2 separate regions of the Gossypium hirsutum genome follow, and region 2 is linked to region 1. A link is a contact called in public Hi-C data. All regions are on one chromosome and are shown on one strand. The core of a region is the stretch at or near the end of the contact, and the rest is flanking DNA. Distances in the headings are between cores, read along the strand shown. Region 1 holds the start of LOC107922446 (classical arabinogalactan protein 4). Region 2 holds the start of LOC107962241 (queuine tRNA-ribosyltransferase catalytic subunit 1).

Region 1 (6,571 bases), core at 2,262-4,761:
GTATTTGAAGTGTGTCTAGTGACCAATTAGGCAAAATTTTGCCTTTTGAGCTCTAACGATCATTTCTAGCTTATGTAGAGATAAAGAAACCTTAAGACTACCATTGAAGACGCGACACCATATCTATGAAGTCACGACATTGAAACTGATCACCAACCTGAGAGTGAATTTTGAGCAACAACAACACACTAAGTGGACTGTGGCCAAAATCCCAACATCAAAGATTTTATAACCACGTACTTTGTCCACGTCAAAGATGTGATCTACATTATGTGAGTCTACAAGGTCTTGGGCTTGTGAGGTCTAGGGCCTGCAAATATTCTTAACACGCAAAATGATTTTTGTTTGTATCTTTAATTAGGGAGATCAACAAAAAGAGATGCAAGCTCACCAAATATAAGTTTAACAATTATAGATATAATCAGGAAATATACTTTTACTTTTTTTTTATTTCTTTTCTCTCTCTCCAAATGTTCATAAGTTTGATTTAAATGTTTACATATATATATATATCTTTCATATAAAAACACTTAATTTTCTATTTGATCAGTGCTTTTATATTTTTTTCTTAATTTATTATTTTCACTTATCATTAAAATACACCAAAAAAAAAAATTAAAAGCAGGAACCAAACTGTTTTGTTTCTCTTGTTTCTTAGCATGTTTCAAAATTCCAAGAAGAGAAAGATTTAGAAAGTCGACTCTTTTAGCTCGATAATTTTTCAATGGAAGAAGTTAGAGAAATTTTAAAATTTTCAAGAAATTGCTTTTAGAACTATGTTCTTTCAGGAATTTGAGAAAACATGGAACAAACTTCATGTGCCTCAGGCTAGAGCCTGTGAATGACGTACTTAAAGATGACAATATGCACATGGAATGTCTTTTAAATATATATTGTTAGTCCTTTAGTTACTAATGTCTGAGGCGCTTTGAACCTCCTTTTTGAATAAATAAATAAATAGTTATATTATAACTTATTAATTAGGACTCTAACATAAATGTTTAAAATTTAGCATTTTTAATTTTTATTAATAATGTTTGGAATGTGTTATATTTCTATTTTGTATATTTATGCTTTTTTTTTAATTTGTATATTTATGCTATATTCATATATTTTAACATATGATAAAATTATTTTTTAAAATTTATTCATTGTTGGCTTATTTATGTATTCATTTTTGAAACGATTCATTAATGATTTATATTTTATACGTTTCGAAACTTTTATATACCTAATCCCTTTCAAACATTTTTTATATTATATATCTCGCCCTGCTATATTTTCATTATATTTTAATTACATTTTTTTACAAATAATCTTCACTGAGTTTGATGGTACTTAATTTGATGATATTAACTTAGTTGTTAATTATTATTGTTTTGAATAATATTATTTTGTATTAATTATTTAAAGTAAAAATATATTATAGGTTGTATATGTTAAAAATGTTTTAATTATGATTTGTAAATTTTATACTTTGATAAGTTAATACAGTTTAATTATATTCAATAATTTAAATCAAAATATTATTTTACTCTAATTACTTCAATTAAAAATATAATACTTAAAAATTTAATTAAATATTAAATGTGTGAAATCATATGTAACATATATGATATTAAAAGTTAATTTCATTTTATTTATATTAATAAATAAATACCACATTGACTTATGAAAGTATATATATTTTTTTAAAATATTAATATATTTTTATTTGAATATATAATTATTTTAGTAAATACTAAATTACTTACATCATAATGTAAGTGAAAAAGTTTATATAAAATTAGATGATGAGTTATGATACACTCAGGTCAACAATTTTATAAAAAGTTTGATGCAAAATTTAAATATAATTTTAATTAAAACAGTAAATTTAAGATAATAATGATGATTGTGATGTTTTGAGTTTAAATGTTATTATTTTTGGTGTATATATATATTAAATATTATATGTATATTTTTCAAAACTTATCAATATAAAAAATATAGAAATACTTTTAAAATAAATTTTTTTTAAAAAAAAAAACTGTTTTATTAAAGTTATAACTTAATTGAAAATCGAATAGGTGATAACTCTTAATAATATCGTATACATAAATTGACACAAGTTTATATAAAATCAAATAAAACTTTGATAAAAGTGGTATAATTGGGACTTTGATTCAAGTTACTTTATGTTACTTTAAAATAATTTATTAACTTTTTTCCAGAAGAACTAATTATAAAAACATTGATTATTTTTTTAAAAACTATGAACAGTATATGGGAAATATGTTGGCCCATTAAAAACAGCTGTGACCACGTGACACTTGTTTATCCCCATGCCTCCCCTACCCCGAGCTAGCAAAAGACAAGTAAACCCCAGAAATGTTTTTTAATAAAAAATAGTACAACACCAATCCAGCTGTCCTTCGACCATGTTAACACTAAATCGGTCATATAAAAGACAAGACACCACCCCTCTTTCCACGTTTATGCGTTCACTTTCTCTCCCACTCTCACCATCGTTCGCACGTTAGCACTTTTCATCACTCACTTTTGTGTCTTTCATTTTTTTCCTCAATCCTTCATTAGTTTACTCTTAAATGTTAATTAGAAAAACAAACTTAAATAAATAGAGAAAAAATAAATAAAAATATATAACTAATCATAATAATTATAATAACAATCGAGAGTAAGCTATCATCAAATCTCAACCGTCAAAATAGCAACACGCTATAGTGATATAAAATCATCATCACCGTCAAAATATAAATAAAAATAAATAAAAACAAAAGAAATACACTACTAAAAATGAGAAATTAACAATGAGCCTAAAATAAAAATCATCAAATCCAAATCCTGTCCTCCCCCGAAAGTCAGATCTAAATCAACAAAGCAGCAAAAACGACTGCAACGGCAGATCCAGCGACGGTGACTCTGTTCCAAGCGGCTGCACTCGTAGGAGAAGTGGGAGAGCTGCCTGGTGTCTCGCTGATGGAGTTCGTGGGAGAATCAGCGGTAGGGGGAGAGCCAGCGGGAGAACCAGCGAGAGGAGCTGGGGGAGAAGTAGTGGGAGAGGAAGTTGGTGAAGATTCAGGGGCTGAAGACGGGGGAGTGGATGTTGACGGCGGAGATGCGGTTGGTGTAGCGGTTGGAGACATGGTTGGAGAAACCTTGGGAGCCGGAGTAGGGTTAGAAGACGGCGGTGAATTGGTTGGGGCCGAGCTAGGAGCCTGACCAAGTGCGCAACTAACTATGAAAGCTAATAGGACAAAGCAAGCAAAGGTTTTAGCCATTGTAGAGTTTTAAGAGAAATACGAAACAGAGAACAAAGAGCCTTTTAACAGAGGAAGCAGCAGTAGGGTAAAGAAAGAAGAGAGATGAAACGAGATATATATAGAAGGTTTAGGCCTTGGGGGAGGGGCTTGACAGACTTTTTCCTATGTCTTCTAAAACTTTGGAGTTTTCTTATATTTTTTTCTATTAAGCCCATTTATTTATTATTAATTTCAATTTAGTCCATTCTTCGGAATTCATCACTTTTTTTCTCATTTGAATAGTCCATCGATTCTTTTTCTTTTTCGGACTTTGAAACAAAGCAAAAGAGTTTTTGACTAGACTTCTTTTTCTTAATTGTGTCTATATTTTTAACTTTTGTGAAATAAAGATCTGTAATTCATCAATTATTTTGTAAAAAAATTATATCTTGTATGTTATTTTTATTAGATATACTAGAAATCATGTATTGCAATACAGGTTTGTGGATAAATTACCCGTACCATGATTAATGAAGCATACCAAAAAAAGGTTACAAGCGGCATTTCACAATTCGTAAAAAGTACATGGAAGCAAGTGAAATCAATCTCCATAAAGAGTGACTTTATTGTACTTTCAAGGTAAAAGACAAACACATCATTAACATACACGTGTCCCATTAGGATCTCAATCGGAGAATCCCGACCGTTTAACATCTCCTTTACGTAAATTCCAAAACGCGTTGATTTTAAGCATTGTAGATGAACGCTTAGTGAGCCTTAATTAGAGAAAAACGCCCTTTTTAAAAAAAAAATTAGGGTTTTAAGTATTTTTCTTAAATTTAGGAAAGTAAACTGATTTTAAAATGAGAAAAAAAACGTTTTGTAAGAAGTATTTTTTGTTAAGGTGATAATTAGGAGTTGAAAGCCCCACCTTGTAGGATATAAAAGAAACAAACAAATAATTTTATTTTTTGGTAAATTGTAAATATTGATATATTATTGATATGAAATACAATAGAATACAATACAAACAATTTTTTAAAATTTTTCCATAAGTATATTATTAATGTAAAATATAATAGAATATTTTTTAAATATAATTGGAATAAGTACCTTATGGATGAAAATTTTTAATATAATACAAATTAAAAGTTAACAAAGAAAATAATGATTTAAATGAAAAAATTAAAAAAAATTCAAAAGCGTCGTCGACCCGAACGTGTGCCACGACCCTATGGGTGTCGATTGCAAGAAAGATTTCTTCATAGTTGGAGTTCCAGCTCCTTATCTTCTTCATCTTCATTTTCATTTTATTCATTCGTGCTTGAGTGTATTTGCATCCTAGGTTCCTATTTATATCGTTTATTGTAGTAATAGGTGGTTACAAAGATGACCCACCTCGGTAGAACAATAATGTTGAGTTGTTTACGACACTATCAACGAATAAGTGTATAGTGTCGCATAACGCGATTGTGAATAGAATGTTGGAATTGTCGGTGATAGCAAATACCTCAATGTTGTTGTTGGCCTTGGCGTGTAATATGGTACTAGGGATAGAGGTGGTGCAAAAAATATACGTGGAGAAGATGTTGATGCATGGCATGATGGTGCATAATGTGGTGCTTGTGTAAAAAAAAAGGGGTTAGTGAAAACAACAAAATAATATGAACCATACTAACCCAGTGGTAGTTCACCCATCAGTTCCTCTTTTGAGGTTGGAGCTGATAATGATTCCATCGAGGCACGTACTCCTGATTGCAACCTCATATAGGGCCATCTTGGCCTCCTACGACGATGTTGCCTACTTTTTTCCTCTTCCAACAGTAAATATGGCATATTGTGATGTTTAAACCATGTCATGTAATCCGAAGAGTCGCCCTGCTTCTTTCAAGTTGACAAGTTGTAATAACCACATTAAATTTACCAGATTTTGAGATTTATCTAGCATTAGAAGACCCCCAATTAACCTCAGGATGAATGCTCGCGCATGTTGTTGTATTTCAACGTCACTCGTGAGTTTTCGATATAATTAAAATTATCTTTAGACCATTTTATTTTTATCTGGCTACCACTAAACTTGTCTAGCACATTGGCTAATAGTTGCTCATCACCAACACTCGCTACCTCCGTAACAACTACCACATCCATTGGTAAACCAAGTTTTAAAGCTACGTCCTCAACTGTAATTATACACTCACCACACGAAAGATGGAATGTGTGTCTTGGGTCTCAATCTTTCCACCAAAGCGCTGATAACTACGGGATCCAATTTAGTCCCTCTGAGCGTACGAGACACATTCAAGAATCCTGCCCCTCGTAAGTTTTGTTTAATAATATGCGGTGCCCTCGCACTTAAATTGTGTATGTACGCCTCGGGAATCCAATCTTCAGTCTGATTATATAAATATAAAAAATTTATTAAATTAATAATGCTAACAACTTAATAATGAAATTAAGTAAAATTAAGAAATTTAATAATATTTTCTTACCATTTGCAATTGGACATCGAAAATGTATTCGTCAACCAAACAAAAAAGAGACATTGCCATTATAAAAATCAATTTAAATAAAATAAATTACAAAATATAAAATTAAAACAATAAAGAATTTGAGAGAAATTGAATGAAAATTTGAGAACTAAATAGTTAACAGAATTGAGAGAATAGATGAATTGAGATAATCAGATTTGAATGCAAAAGAAATAAAATGAGTTGGATTTATATAGCAAATAAACTAGCTGTTAGAAAAAAATTTAATTGTTTGAAAAATTTTAACCGTTGGATTTTTTACCGTTGGACGAAAACACGTCCAACAAGACGTCTTTTCAGCTGATGTGGCAGCAGAGACGCTGAAAGCACGCCCTACAAGGCATGTTTTCTATTTTTCTCTCCAAAATCAATCTATTTCTCTAAAATTAGGGAAAATAGCCTAAATCACTAATTAACTTTTAAAAATGACATATTTATCTAATTAACTCGCTTAATGATTGTTGGTGAAAATTATGTGTTTTTATTTTTTGAGGGTTTAAAGTAGAAGAATACTAAAAAATAAAAATAAAAAAGAAACATGCTACAACAATTAAATATAGAAAATAAATATTAACTATTGAATTTATCACAATAATTGTATTTAAGCTTTATCATATTATTGAATATTAGATTTACCCACTCGGTGAATGTTTATAAAATAATTATTTAAATTAGCGGATGATTTTGTTTTCGTATAATTTTTTTTATCATTCTTTGATATATTTATTGTGACTTAACATTGATTATTATAATTTTTTTTATTCGTTAGATTGTTGTAATGGAGTTTTTTTAAAAAAGTTA
Region 2 (6,596 bases), core at 1,751-4,250, 340 kb after region 1:
TCCTATGACCGTCAGGTCACTTCCACCTAGAGTGTCGCTTGCCACAACCCATCCACCAGTCCTGCTTGACAAAAAGCCACCATCCCTATTGATGTCGCTTGCCAACCCTTCTCCACCCAATTAAAAAATTAATAAGCCCTAAACCCATATATAACCCATATAATTTCAATATCAGTGTCGCCCTAATACTACCCTCCACCATTAAAACAATATATGTTTTTTAATGTTAATAACAGTCAAATGATTGAGGTCAAAATACAAAGTGGTGTCACCTCTTCACCACCCACACCATACCATTTTCGTAAATAATAGTGTTGGGATACTATTTTGGTAAATTTTTAAATTATAGAAGGAAAATGGCCATAAAAACAATGTATTTTTTTATTCCACAAACAATCTTAAAAAATTATCTAATGTCTTATTTACTATACATTTATTGGACACTTATCAATCTCCCGGCTTTACTTGTGAAGTCTAAAACTCCATTAACATTATACCTAAACTTTTTTATTAAAATAAAAAAGCTGTACATTCACATTATGATATAATGATTATATATACAACATTTGATTAAAAAATAATTAAAAATTCATATAATTATCATATTAAATTTAATACTCATTATTTTTAAAAAAAATATATGTAATTTTTACAATTATGTCCTTATGTCTTGCATGCATTTAAACCTAGTATTTATATATTTATATTATATATTAAATATTCGATTGAGTTGGTATCACTAGTTAATCTGCATTAATTCAGTTGGATAATGACGAAAATGTCATTTACAAAGCAAAATGTACTGCTTTGAGGGTATTTTTGTTATTTTATTTTTGACATAATGCAAAATTTAGCCGTCAATGTTTACATATTTTTCAATCTAGTCATTATTCTTTTTTAAGCTAAATTTTGGCATTAACCTTTAAAAAAGAGTCAAATCGTCTTTTTTTAAACGAAAATGCTGACTAAAATATTAACCTTTTAACTATGTTGGTGTAACAACTTGAGTGGTAGTCCACACATACTTTATGTTGACATGATACTATTTTGTCTTACATGTCACGCCAACAAATCCTTTAAAATTTATAAAAGATTCAAAAATATAAAATAAAAAACTATAAAAATGTTCATAAAAATTAAAAAAAGATTAGCATAAAATACTTGTGACTTACCATAGTGGTTGTCATGTTTAAAAATTTAACGGTTTAATCAGTATTTTTATTAAAAAAATAAATCGACTCTTTTTGAAAGGTTAATAGCTAAATCTAATTGTTTTTAAAATATTGAGGGTCAAATTTAACTAAAAGTCAAATTGATAAAAAAATGCAAATGTTATGTGCTAAATTTAACATTACGTCATTATATTTTTATATTAAAAATATACCCATAATAAGATTTGAATGTAGGCTTCTATAATTTTTAACATTCATATTTAACCATTAAAAAACTCTCATTTGCAATTTATACCAATTTTTATAAATATATTTGTTACATAATTCCGTTTTTCACTTATGTGTGAATAATAATTAAGTTTTCTCTTGTTTAAATTATTAGTTTTTATACATGATAATTTTTTTTTCTTGTCTTAAAAACCATATAAAATTATGGGTAAATTTCACCGTTAGTAACTTGAAATAAGGGTTGTTTCTATTTTAGTCACCCAATATTTTTTCTTTGTTAATTTGGTCACTTACAATAGAAATTGATTAAATTGACCACTTCAGTGCTAAATGGTAACGGAAGATTAATGGTGCATTTCCACTCTAGTCACTCTAAATTTAAGATAAACTAGCCGTTAGTCACTCCAAATAGATAATGATAGAGTGACCAATTTGATCAATTTCTATTTTGAATGTCTAAATTAAAAAGAAAAAATAACCAGAATAAGAATAACCAATGTTTAAATAACTAACCGAGTAATTTTTATCAGATAGGCGCGACTAATCGTGCCTGACAGGTAGGCGCAAATGGTACTGTTTCGCACAGTACACAAACAGCCCTCTGCGTGCCATCTGCTGCTGCTACTGCAGACTCATTTCATATTTTTTATATCAACTTGGATATAAATTTGTCAAAGTTTAATCATAACAGACTCTTTTCATAAATTAATATACTTTAAAATTATTTTTATAAAAAAATGATTGTAGAAATATTGAAGAATATAAATCAATTATTAACATACCAATACTTAACAGCAACTTAAAAAAATTAAAAATTGATAATAATACATTAATAGTATCAATTAAAAGCGTTTCTCAAAACTCATAATTAAGAAATATTTTGAACAATAGGAGTAGAGTTTTGACTGTGTGAAAAAATATGGGATATGGATATTTATATCTACAATAACAAGTAGATATGAATCTTCGAATTCCATTTAATGCGCTGTTGATTCTAAGTATGAATTAAGATATTGAGAAATACTTTTATTAAAATTATTTAAAATTTTAATTAAAAAATTTAACACCCACAAATATCAATATTGTGTTTAGTTTAACATATGGTGAATTTAAGATTAAGTTATAAATTATTTAACACTCACAAATATTAATGTTTCTAGTGTTTTGTATTTTTTTAATGTAATTTTTATATAATGTAATTTTATTTGATTTTTTATTTTTATTGACAATTTTTGAAATATGTATAGAGGAAAAATTAAGCAAAAGATGCTCTTGTAAGCCCCACCATTTGTGCTTCTGAGATAGACACAATTAGTCGCGCCTCTGAGAAAGGTTCAACTAGTCGTGACTCTGAGATAAGTGCAACCTGTATTTGTATCTATACACAGGTCATACCAATTCAAAAATAAAAAATAATATTTTATTTAAAAATATATATTTTAATATAAAAAAAAATCCCACCTATCAAATAGGCATGAATAAAAAAAACTATTTTAATAAATAATCCAACAAACAACATATTTTGATATATAATTTTTTTTTAAATTTATTTCAGTAAAAAACCCAATAAAAGTCTTAAAAAATAGAACTGGTAAAATTTACTTTAAAAAATCCGGACCTACTCTTCATCTTTCTACCCATATCCTGACGCCGCCAAGTTTCTAAATTTTAAAACCCTAAACATAACTTTGAAGATGTCTACGGTAGTAATGAGATATTGAGTTATCCGCCATCTGCCTCTGCATCACTCTGTTATATTTGTTTTCCATCCTACAGTTTATTACTCTGTCTCATCTCATACTCTTTCCCTATGTTTACTTTGGTGAGAAGGAAAATTTTTTTAAAGCTATCGGTTTAGCGGGAATAGCGGACCGCTATCGCCACTGTTTTCGGTTACACTGATATTTGCCGCCTTGATCCGCTGCTGTTCAAGTGCAAATTTTCACATTTCTATTGAGGCCTTTAGCGGTGGCGGTCGGCGCCGATATTGTGAAATAGCGGCCTGTGATACGCTACACCACCGCGATTTAAACGTCCCTTAAAACTGCTTGATGGCGCTTCGTTTCGAGGTGGGACTTTTAAACTTTGAATGCTGCATCTTTTGTTTTTATTTAACTTTCGAGCCAAAATCATCTTAACAAAAGATTTACCCGCCTCTTCTCAGCATATTATTATTATTATTATTATTATTATTATCATCATCTTTCGTTTGTCGAATGATAGTAACAGTTAGAGGAAAATAGCAATTCTTGAAAATGTTGATTTACAGAAACTGCTTTTAAACTATTTAATGGAATAATCTCTCTTCATAGATGTTGTTTTCACCGTAATTTTGTTTCTTTTCGGTAATTGATTCTTCTTACCAGTTATTACGTCTGTTCCTGTATTATAAGGATATTTAGTAAGTGAACGTGATAATTTTTTTCTTGGGCTCAATCTTGATGATTCTAACTTTAATTACGTTTCTTGATTTAACCTAGCGAGGTTTGGATGGTTGCTCATATGCAATTTTCTTATTTTTTTCCTCTGGTTTTCCTAGATTCTAGGGAGGTTTAATCGTGCTCGGGCAGCTCAACTAACACTTCCTCACTTTGTATGCCAGACACCTTTGTTTATGCCCGTGGGAACGCAAGGTTGAATTTTTTAATATTAATATCACACATTCTATAGCATATTTAGAATACTCGGAACAATTTATAAGGATCTTTAATCTTTTATGTTGCAAAATATATTGTACTTTCGACCCTTTTCTAAAAGGTAGTTTAGATGTTTCACATCATTGCCCTAAACTTTGTCGTTGATGAGATTGCAAATTCTTATAATCTTCTAAGACTAAGAAACGCCAATGAATTTGTTTGTCTTTGATTCTACAGATGATTAGTTGTGAATATATGTATCTGGAATTGCCTTCCATTGAATGGACAATTTATAAGGATCTTTAATCTTTTATGTTGCAAAATATATTGTACTTTCGACCCTTTTCTAAAAGGTAGTTTAGATGTTTTACATCATTTCCCTAAACTTTGTCATTGATGAGATTGCAAATTCTTATAATCTTCTAAAACTAAGAAACGCCAATGAATTTGTTTGTATTTGATTCCTCAGATGATTAGTTGTGAATATAAGTATCTGGAATTGCCTTCCATTGAATGGACATTTAGCATGGATGGTTCAAGATTGATGCATGCCTTGCATTTTATACTTCACCTCTATCAAATTCTTATATACTTCACTCCATGGATAGCTCACTGCATCATGTGCCTTTTATTTCTTAAATCTTGCTACTAGAAGACATGGTTTCCCCTCCTCATGGCAGGCACAATAAAAGGTTTGACAGCTGACCAGCTTGAGGAGATTGGTTGTCAAATAATTCTTGGGAATACGTATCATCTGGCTCTTCGTCCTACATCTGAGCTTATTGATGAATTGGGTGGTCTTCACAAATTTATGAACTGGCCTAGAGCATTGCTGACGGATTCTGGAGGCTTTCAAATGGTTGTGTTATGATTTGACATTGTTGTATCTCTCTAAATTTTTGATTCATTTCATTGTTCATCATTCCTTTTAAATTTTCAAGTACTTGCTATTATATGCATGCATGTATACAGTTTATATGGCTTCTGTGCACTAGTGTCTTAAGGAAAAATAATAACTGTTTAGAAATTTTGATGTTTTGTTTTCCTTTCTCTAAATCATAATTACGTTGTTACTACACTATGTTAAGTCATGATCTCCAGTGTGTATAATTCAATTAGTGATAAATAATATATGCGTGGTATGTTGATTATGACAATCTCTCTTGCTGGTTACTTTATAGGTTTCACTGTTGCATTTAGCTGACATCACTGAAAAGGGTGTAACATTTCAGGTAATTAGTTATTAATATTTCTCTGTAGTGTTCATGACATCTTGGAAGTAATTAGTATAATAATTTGCTTAAGTATTACCTGGAAGCATACCTTTTCTTGTTACTTCTTTCTTGTTTTTGTGATGTTTTACTTTTAAAAGGCTTCATGTTTCTTAACTTAGTCTCCAGTGGATGGAAAGCCGATGCTCCTAACACCAGAGGAATCTATTCAAATCCAAGTAGGTGCTTTATTTTAGTGTACTTTGGTAATTCTTGTTATATTATGTTTTTGGTAAAAACTAAAAGTTATTCTTTCTTCCCCTTAATTTTTGCAACACTGGCTCATATTACTGGGATGAGAGGAGGTGTTTTGTTATTCTTGGTTCCCTTTTCAACCAAATAATTGTCTCTTTTAAGCCATGAATTGAGATTTCATGAAGATTACTTTTGGATAAATAAGGGTTGCTTGTTCTTCAAATGCTTCATAGTGTAATTTACTCTAATTTGTTATTCTCAATACATGATGTTTGTGATAGTTTCACTTAAGTGGTTATTAGCGGTATAAAGATCTAGCAAAAGTTAAGGATCGCTTGCTATGAGAACCTATTTGCCTTTGTATATTAACGAAATTATGTGCCTTCACCTTTTTTATCCCTGAACCCATACTCTTTTATCCCTTAATAGTAACCAAGAGACATAGGATAAAATCCTAAATGTTTATTATGCTTTTTGTCTTTATATGTTTTGAATATTCCATTTTAACTATAGGATAAAATCCTAAATGTTTCTTAGGCTTATTGTCTCTATATGTCTTGAATATTCCATTTTAACTTTATCTTCTCCTAACAATTATACAGAATAAAATTGGCGCAGATATAATAATGGCTCTTGATGATGTGGTGAAAACTACTATTACTGGTCCACGAATTGAAGAGGCCATGCATCGTACCCTCCGCTGGATAGACAGATGCATAGCTGGTAATTATGCTTAAGATTGAACAACGCTCACTCACGGTTCTTGCATGGAAATATTAACCATTTGGCTTAAAATCATATCATTTACCAATCTTTGAGCTTTAAATAAGTATTTTGCCTGGTCTGCCTGTCCTCTAGCTTGTTGGAGTGGATTATCTTTTATCAAGCTTGTATACATACCTTTTGAAGCTTTTTAGAAATGCTTTTATAGTGTGTTATAAATATAATCATACAAAGCAACACAATGTTATCGTTGAATGTCATTTAATTTATTAAATATTTACTTTTACCTTCTGCACTTGGATCCCCTATTTTGTTGAAATATGTATATATTTTAAATTTATTTAGTTAGATAAATTGTATTTAGAAAGATA

Evidence for each region. A called contact is a pair of places that touch in the nucleus more often than the background predicts.
Region 2: a Hi-C map of leaf shows a contact between it and region 1, with 2.0 times the contacts expected there. The contact joins the promoter of LOC107962241 here to the promoter of LOC107922446 in region 1. A contact is called at or near these places in 12 of 34 Hi-C or Micro-C datasets (anther, cotyledon, hypocotyl and 2 more).

Annotation. Positions count from the first base shown.
Region 1 is chrA01:40,086,797-40,093,367 of Gossypium_hirsutum_v2.1, forward strand. LOC107922446 (classical arabinogalactan protein 4) reads right to left here and starts at 3,512. Exons shown (of 1, transcript XM_016852488.2): 1 at 2,630-3,512. The coding sequence starts at 3,281. The coding sequence ends at 2,868.
Region 2 is chrA01:40,431,451-40,438,046 of Gossypium_hirsutum_v2.1, forward strand. LOC107962241 (queuine tRNA-ribosyltransferase catalytic subunit 1) reads left to right here and starts at 3,001. Exons shown (of 15, transcript XM_016898558.2): 1 at 3,001-3,469; 2 at 3,940-4,033; 3 at 4,717-4,895; 4 at 5,218-5,268; 5 at 5,430-5,486; 6 at 6,105-6,225. The coding sequence starts at 3,452.